Linked DNA regions of Macaca mulatta: region 1 is linked to region 2. The links are chromatin contacts, called in public Hi-C maps. All regions are on one chromosome and are shown on one strand. Each heading gives the region's core, a stretch centred on a gene start, on an enhancer-like site or on the middle of the called end of the contact. The rest is flanking DNA. Distances are from core to core; before and after follow the strand shown.

Evidence for each region. Hi-C and Micro-C count contacts between places; a contact is called where the count stands out from the background.
Region 1: a Hi-C map of fetal cortical plate shows a contact between it and region 2, with 5 times the contacts expected there. The contact joins the promoter of BAK1 here to the promoter of GRM4 in region 2. A contact is called at or near these places in 3 of 14 Hi-C or Micro-C datasets (fetal cortex germinal zone, fetal cortical plate and liver).

Annotation. Positions count from the first base shown.
Region 1 is chr4:148,705,049-148,709,394 of T2T-MMU8v2.0, reverse strand. BAK1 (BCL2 antagonist/killer 1) reads right to left here and starts at 2,991. Exons shown (of 6, transcript NM_001266731.1): 1 at 2,778-2,991; 2 at 308-408. The coding sequence starts at 377.
Region 2 is chr4:148,133,736-148,138,074 of T2T-MMU8v2.0, reverse strand. GRM4 (glutamate metabotropic receptor 4) reads right to left here and starts at 1,465. Exons shown (of 9, transcript XM_078000155.1): 1 at 1,154-1,465. The coding sequence starts at 1,465.

The sequences.
Region 1 (4,346 bases), core at 1,742-4,241, 570 kb before region 2:
GGGATACAGCAGCCAGACCTCACTCTACTTCCTGCCTCCCTCGCCCCTGACCCCGCCCTCTGCTCCGGTGGCACTGTGCCCACCTTACACTCACTTCCTGGCCTCTCCCAACCTCCAGGCCCTCCCCAGTCCAGACTCCTCCCCCTCCCAGGCTTAACCTTGACAGCAGCTTCAGCCTCTGAGCCCGTGGGTTCCCACCCACAGTGGGTGAACCGAGGTGAAGGAGCCTGCCTCTGAGTCCTGCTCCTTCCATCCTTATGACAGCACTCATGGTTATGGGATGGGTGAGGGGCAGGAAGACCCTTACCAGAAGCAGAGGGCAGGGCAGGCTCTCCGCATTCCTGCCTGGGAGGACCTGGGCCTTGTCCCGAAGCCATTTTTCAGGTCTCAGTGGAGGACGGGGTCAGCCTGCGGGGATGGGCGAGAAAAAGCAGAGATGGGGTGAGCATGGACCTGTGACTGGGGACCCCAGACAGGTTGCCATGTCCACATAGGAGAGAGGGTTCCCCATTCCCAGAAAGGCCCTCAGTCCTCTGGGACTTTGGCCAGGCTGGTCTCAAACTCCTGACCTGTGAGTCTGCCTCTGCTTTCCAAAGTGCTGGGATTACGGGTGTGAGCCACTGTGCCTGGCTTCCTCTGGGACTTTTTATTCTCACTCCAGCATGGGTCCCAGTGAAGTCTGCTGGGAGGAAACAACTTCTGAGCACTTCACTGGTGACCCTTCGAGGGAGACAGGGTAAGAAGGTGAGGCAGCCAAGGGCAGACTGAGGTATCTGCACCCTCGAGGAGAGTGTGGCTGCAGCAGTGCCCGCTGGCTCTCAAGCTCATACCACTCCTGGGGCAAGAGCCTGGGGGGTTTTAGCTGTTCCTGGGGCCTCCTGCAGCCCACCTAGCACATGCTTATTGCAAGCGAGCCACTGCCCAGCCAATGGCCCATGAAGGCTGCCCTCAGAGGCCCTACTTCCCTCTGGCTGGTCAGAACACACCTGTTTTTTAACTCTGGGCTGTTAGCCGCAAACATTTCCTGAGAGCCTAAGATATACTCTCCCACTTAGGAGCACTCTGGGTGTTGAACATTGAAAACTCACATGAACCCAGCAGGGTGAGCACCATCATACCCACTTTGCAGCCTGGAAAAGTGAGGCATAAAGAGTTGAGTGCCCGAGGTCACATCATTAGTGACGGAAAGTCGGGTTGTTTGTCTGAATCTCCATGAGTCCATGTACTCAACAAGCATTTAAGATTTCTTCTTGTTTGTGGACCTCAGAGGGTGTCCCTTCTCAGGGCAACTTTCCCTGTTTACCTCCTGCCTGTGCCTTCCTCACCCCTGCCTTGCAGTGACCGGAGGGAGCCCTCAGGATCAGGGCCTTCTTCGAAGCCCCACAACCTGCCTCGTATTCCCACCACACACCTAGTCTTCTGTCCCCAGCCAACTTTCCTCTTTGCCTGGTCCTGACCGCAGCACCAACGTGCTGTGACCCCTCATCAGGGCGTTTCCTGGATGTCAGCTGTTTCACTTTCAGTTTGCACCCCTCCCAGAGCCCCATTTCCCCAGGCACCCTCCGGCCCTCAGAAGGAAAGCGCCCTCCTCCTATCTCAGAGGGAGGGGGTGTGCAGCCCCACCCTGGGCCAAGCACACAGCCCCACCCCCACCGCCCAGGGCCTGGGGACCTTCGCCCACCCTCCTTCCGCTAGGCCTGGGAGTGTTTTCGAAACTGCCCCAAGAGCTCTCGAGAAGGGGTGGAGGAGGACTGGACCACCTGTGCCCTCACCCAGCTCCCCACTCCTTGCTCTGCCGGACACGGACAGGGCGAAGGCAGACTCTCCTTTCCTCCACCTCTAGGGGCAAGGCCTTGTTAAAACAGAACTTTGCAGCCGGGCACAGTGGCCCACGAGGTCAGGAGTTCAAGACCAGCCTGGCCAACATAATGAAACGCCGTCTCTACTAAAAATACAAAAATTAGCTGGGCATGGTGGCGCACGCCTGTAGTCCCAACTACTCGGGAGGCTGAGGCAGGAGAATCGGTTGAACCTGGGAGGCAGAGGTTGCAGTGAGCCGAAATCGCGCCACTGCACTCGACCCTGGGCAACAGAGTGAGACTCTGTCTCAAAAAACAAAAAATAAAACCCCCACCCCCCCGGAGCTCCTTAAATAAGATGGCCTTCCTTCTTCCCCAGTCTCCAGAACCCAGCACCCTCAGGACAGTAGGGCCAGAGGATGCTGACGGCACCCCCAACTCCCTCTACCAACAACCCAGGCTCCTGAGGGGAGCAGGTAGAGCCTCAGGACACCCCCCAAGGCCAGCAACCTATGCTGACTCAGGCCTAGCTCTGTCCCCCAATCCAAGTGGCCTAAATTCCCGGTGAGGGGAGCCACCCCCGACTTCCTGGGCTTGCTGGGCCCTGATGAATGTTCCCCAGGGATACATGCCTGGCCAGGCCCTGGACCCAGTCTAGGGATGTTGGGCAGCAGGAAGCGCTGAGAAAGTTCTCTCTCTGCCCTTGACCTTGGCTCTGACCTCCACCCCCATCTCCCAGACTGTTAAAGGACCCAGTTCTCACAGTTCTCCGGCATCCAGGGCTGGGGCAAGAGGGGAAGCTGTGAGGGGCAGCCAGAAGTAGGCTTGCCACGATCAGGTCCCCAGCCGGGCAGGCGGACCTGCCCAGGTAAGCTTTGAGCTTCCCCTTCCCCACCCGGCTCCTGGCAGGCTCCCTGCCCCACCCTGGGGCTGGGGCTGCTGAGATTTGGGAGGACGGGCAGGACCCTTCCAGCTTACCTGCCAGGATCCTGGCCCAACCCGGGTGGCTCAGCAGGGCAGAGAGAGAGGTCCCGAGGGGCTGGCGGCTGCTGCTCCCAGGGGCTGAGTGGGAGCTCGGCTTCCAGGAACAGGCGTCAGTGCATTCCTGGCATCTGGATGTAGCCTTTGCTTGTCCCTGTGCTGCCGAGGGACCCGCGAGACTCCAGTGATCATAGAGGTGCCAGCGGCAACCGGCTCCAATCAGCTCCCTCTAGAGGAAGTTGCTCTGTGGCCACCGGATGCAGACGCACAGGCCTGCAGCCCGGAGGGGTGATCTGGGTGGGCCAGGCCCAGGAGCAGCTCCCGCCCACTTTCCCCACCCCACCTCCCAGCCAGGCAGAGCGGCTGTCAGTGGCCCACTGCTTTTCCCATCCCTGATTCTCAATCCTTGTCTTTGATCTTCTCCCCCATCTCTACATCAATCAATACCAATAAAAAACCCAGGGTGAGAAGTTTCTTAAGCACTGCTGCATGCCTGGCACTTTAGCAACTATTGTCTCGTTGGATCTTCTCAACAACTCTTGTAAGTGAGTGCTGTTGACAATACCCATTCAGATGAACAAACAGAGGCTCAGCTGGTTTAAGGTGCTCTCTAAAGGTCACTGAGCTGGGTTAATAATCAGTTCTGGGCCGGGCGTGGTGGCTCATGCCTGTAATCCCAGCACTTGGGGAGGCTGAGGCGGGCGGATCACTAGGTCAAGAGATTGAGACCATTCTGGCTAACAAAATCAGCTGGGCGTGGTGGGCGGGTGCCTGTAATCCCAGCTACTTAGAAGTCTGAGGCAGGAGAATCGCTTGAACCCGGGAGGCGGAGGTTGCAGTGAGCCAGGATCGCACCATTGGACTCTAGCCCGGGGGACGGTGCAAGACTCCATCTCAAAAAAAAAAAAAAAAAAAAAAAAAAATAGTAATAATCAGTTCGGGCCGGGCGCGGTGGCTCAAGCCTGTAATCCCAGCACTTTGGGAGGCCGAGACGGGCGGATCATGAGGTCAGGAGATCGAGACCATACTGGCTAACACGGTGAAACCCCATCTCTACTAAAATACAAAAAAAATTAGCCGGGCGAGGTGGCGGTTGCCTGTACTCCCAGCTACTCGGGAGGCTGAGGCAGGAGAATGGCGTGAACCCGGGAGGCGGGGCTTGCAGTGAGCTGAGATCCAGCCACTGCACTCCAGCCTGGGCAACAGAGCCAGACTCCGTCTCAAAAAAAAAAAAAAAAAAAAAAATCAGTTCTGTAGTCGCGTTGGGGAATACTAATACTAAATTGAGATTCAACCTGCAATTCAGACCTGTGCACCATGCACCTTGGTGGTCTCTGGAGATCTGAAATCCTGAAGGTGATAGTGAAGTAAACGGAGATTAAAACTCAATAGAGGCCGGGCACGGTGGCTCACGCCTGTAATCCCAACACTTTGGAAGGCCGAGGTGGGAGGATTACTTGACCCCAGGAGTTCAAGACCAGCCTGGGCAACAAAGGGAGACCATGTCTCTACAGAAAAAAAAATTAAAAACTAGCTGGGTATGGTGGTTCACACCTGTGCGTGTGG
Region 2 (4,339 bases), core at 216-2,715:
ACTATGTCACCAAAAAAAAAAAAAAGTAGAAGCCAGGAAAGACCCCCTGTATTCCTGGGAGGCCAGTGCCAGGTCCAGGACCACATGGGGTGTTTGGGACTGTCAGTGGGTGCGGGCTGACCCTGGCACAACACTCCCCCAGGTGTCACGCTCTATGTTAAAAGCTAGGCTCTTTCCATAGCCACATTCAGCCACATTCAGCCTGGGCTGTGACGTTCACCACTGCATGGGCACTTGACCTCTCCAGCCCAGGTTTCCTCATTGATAAGGAGAGGAAGATAAAGCCCACAGCTCAGGCTGCTGCGATGGCCCTGTGAGATGGTGAGCGCGGCTCCCCGCACATACCTCCCCTCAGCGCGGTCCTGCTCCCCCACCCCAGCCCAGCCCAGCCCCTGGGCCCTCAACTCTCCTTCTCACCTCTGTGGCCAAATTACCTTCTCTTCTGCACCCAAAAACCCCCTCCCCAACCTTCAAGGCCCAGGTTAAGCAGCACCCCTAGTCCAGAATTCCGAGGCATCCCGCTCGCTGGTCTGCCTTCCCAGACCGGGAAGAATGTGCCCCTTCCCACCCCATTTCTTTGGTCCAGCTGGTTTACAGTCCTTGGGCAACAAATGTGAAATGGGTGGGTGGTTGCATGGACAGACAGATGGGAGGTTAGATGGACGGATGGTCCTGACCACACACACACACACACACACACACACACTCTTAGACCTCAGGAAGCTCGTGGGAAATGTGGGATAAAAAGCAGCAGCAGGGCAGGGAGGACACACGTGGGGGGGGAGTTGGCACCCCGGCCCGGCTCTCTGTGCCTGCAGAAGGGGGTGCCACTGCCCCAAGCAGGCACCCTGCGCCGGCCTCCTTAGAATGGAGGGCCAGTTCAGCCACCCCAGAAACGCGGCGAGATCGCTGTGAAGAACGTGAGGAGCCTCGATTCCAGCGCACCCGAGCGCGGGCCCCGCGCCCCACGAGCCGGGCTCCCCATCGCGGGCCAGCACCGCCGCCCGGTGGCCGAACGCCCTCACTGCACCCAGCGGCCGGGCCTGGGGCGGGTCCGAGAGGGACCCAGGCCCAGTCTACGCCTCCCGCAACGCTGGGCGCCTCCCCGTCCCACGCCGGGGGACACGCCCGGATTGAGAGGCTTGTTTTTCACCTGAGCAGATTCCGGAAGGAGGCAGCGGGGGCGGCGGGGGTCTATTTCAGGGCTGTTTCCCAGCTGGGCGGCCACCCCCTCGGATTCGTGCGCGGCCAAGCTCACCTGCTCTCCTGGCAGGGAGGGGCCTCTTATGCGCACCCACACACACCGGCAAAATCCAAAGGACCTGGGTGGGAGGCGGCAGGTGAGGTTTCCTTGGTGGGAGGAAGGTGGGGTACAGGGGTGGGGTGCGATGCAGAGGCATGGAGGGGAGCAAGGAGGGGCGCGCCAGCCGCAGGAAGCTGCAACTCCAGGTTCCCAAGCCGGCATCCTCCCACTCTCAGCATCCCCTGAGCTCCCTCTGTGTGCCAGGCCGGCGGTTCGCAACCTCGATGCACACTGGAGTTACCTGGAGAGCTTTAAAATTTCCCTGTGTCCAGGCCGCATTCCAAACCAATTAAAATCTGTTTTTTGTTTGTTTGTTTGTTTGTTTGTTTTGGGACAGACAGGGTCTCGCCATGTTGCCCAGGCTGGTCTTGAATTCCTGGGCTCAAGCGATCCTCCAGCAAAGCGCTGGGATTACGGGAAGGAGCTGCCGCGCCGGCCTAAACCAGACTGTGTGCGGGAGGACCTAGGCTCCAGCTATCCCAGATGATGCCAGGTGCAGCTACGCCTGAGACCTCCATGCCAGGCATTACAGGCGCTGCCAGGCATTACAGGCGCTGCCAGGCATTATAGGCACAGCGTCGGCAGGCTCTGGCATGGGGTAGCCCCTTTCATCCTCACCACAACCCCAGAGGTACATAGCGAGGTCTCTATCTTCAGAAGCTCAGAGAGCTTAGCCGGGAATTGGGCTTCAACCCCCTATGCCCAACCCTGTGCCATGTCTGTCCAGGCAAACTAAAGCTCCATATGCTGAGAGAGATTGTCACTAACATGCATCATTACTTGTGCAATATTTTAATATTTTTACTAATTATACAGCCATGTCCTCCCAGGGGCCCAAGCGCTGAGGACAGAGGGACAGAGTGGAGAGCCAGGGCAGGCAGGCACTCCATGAAAAGAGATATTTTAGGCCGTGTGCAGTGGCTCATGCCTGTAATCCCAACACTTTGGGAGGCTGAGGTGGGTAGATCATCTGAGGTCAGGAGTTTGAGACCAGCCTGGCCAACTTGGCGAAACCCCCGTCTGTACTAAAAATACAAAAATCAACCAGGCGAGTAGTCCCAGCTTCTCAAGAGGCTGAGGCAGGAGAATCACTTAAAATCCAGGAGACGGAGGTTGCAGAGCCGAGACAGCGCCATTGCACTCCAGCCTGGGCGACAGAGCAAGACTCCATCTGAAAGAAAGAAAGGAAAAGAAAGAAAGAAGGAAAGAAGGAAGGAAGGAAGGTAGGAGGGAAGGAAGGAAGGAGCGAAGGAAGGAAGGAAAGAAGGAAGGAAGGAAGGAAGGAAGGAAGGAAGGAAGGAAGGAAGGAAGACAAAAGAGCTATTTTAAAATTTAAAAGTGCAAATGTCAAGGACTGTGTGGGTAGGGAGAGGTGTGTGTAAGTTTCACACACTGGAGCCAACTCCAGCTCAAGTGCTCCCAGCCCCTTTGCCTGAGAGGGAGAGGGCCCTGGGACCTCTGCCCTATTCCAGGCCCGTTAACAGAGCAGGATGTGAAAACTGCAGCACTAACAGCTGTGTATTGTCACCATCTGCCCCATTTGACAGACAAAGGGATTGAGTGGGAGATGTGAAGTGGTTTGTCCAAGGGCACTGGATGAATCTCCAAGTCCGGTCACTTCCAACTCCAAAACATATCCTGCATCTACACAACCACATGCGTGGAACTCAGAGGTAATATTGAGCAAAAGAAGCCAGACTCAAGCATACATACACAAACTCCATGTGATTCCATTTCTACAAAGTATAAAAACTGGCCTATAGTGAGAGAAGTCAGAATATTGGTTACCTTTGAAGTGGGCAGAGACCAAAAGGGACATGCAGGGGCCCCTGGGGGCTTCTTATGTTCTGTCCTTCACCTGGGTGCTGATGACATGGGTGTGTTCATGCTGAAAGTGTGTTTTGTTTCAATAAATACATGGAGTGGGGTGCAGTGGCTCATGCCTGTAATCCCAACACTTTAGGAGGCCAAGGCAGGAGGATCGCTTGAGCCCAGAAGTTTGAGACCACCCTGGGAAACATAAGAAGACCCTGTCTCTACAAAAAAAAATAAACAATAAAAAAAAATTAGTCAGGTATGGTGGCATGTGTTTGTGGTCACAGCTACTCAGGAGGCTGAGGTGGGAGGATCACTGGAACACAGGACGTAGGCTGCAGTGAGCTGAGATTGCATCACTGCCCTCCACCCTGGGTGACAGAGTGAGACCATGTCTGTAAATAAATAAATAAAGGAATTCCAAAGCTGTCCAGTTCCCAAAAATGCCCCTGCATTCGAGATGGCTTGAAACAGGAGCTCCAAGCATCTCCACCTCTCCGTCTAGCTCACCTCCGCCTCACCCTGCAATCCAGCCTCACCCAGGTGGCAGGAAACACGCTGCTACAGCTAGGTTTCTTCAGCAGCACACAACAGGATGTCTCTGGCCAATTTAGGCAATAAATGTAAAAACTGTAAAAGAGAATAACAGGAATGGACTTGACAACACATGTGTAACTTGCTGATGGTCACTGCCTGTTCACTGAGAGGACGTGAGCTACCTTCCAGGCTGCCTTAGGATAATGGCAGCCCCTGTAACCCAGCCTCTCCGCATATTCCCCCAAAGCCATGCAGAACAACAGGGAGATCAAAGAAAGTCATTCCTACCCCCTGCCCTCAGCATCATCTGTGGATGGAGCACTGTAAACTCCATCCACAACCAAATAGAGAAATAAACATCTGAAAATGACAGAACAAGGTCTGGAGCCCACAGAGTACACAGTCAGGTGGAGACAAAAGAGGAGAGGGCAGCCAAGGCCTGAGTGTAGACACAAACAATGACCCCAGAGAAAGCAAGGCCTGCCCTGACTGGGGCAATGCTGAGAAAGGGCTGATGCCCGGTGGATCAGAACACCGACTTCTGGGGGAACTGAGAATGTGCAGGACCAGAGTGGCGGTCTTGAAAGGGCTGAGGAAGTGGAGGGGAGAGGGGGCGACCCGAAAGGGGAAGGCGTCCCTTGAAAGCTTGGTGGTGAACGCAGAGAAGGGAGTAAGCTGTGGAAG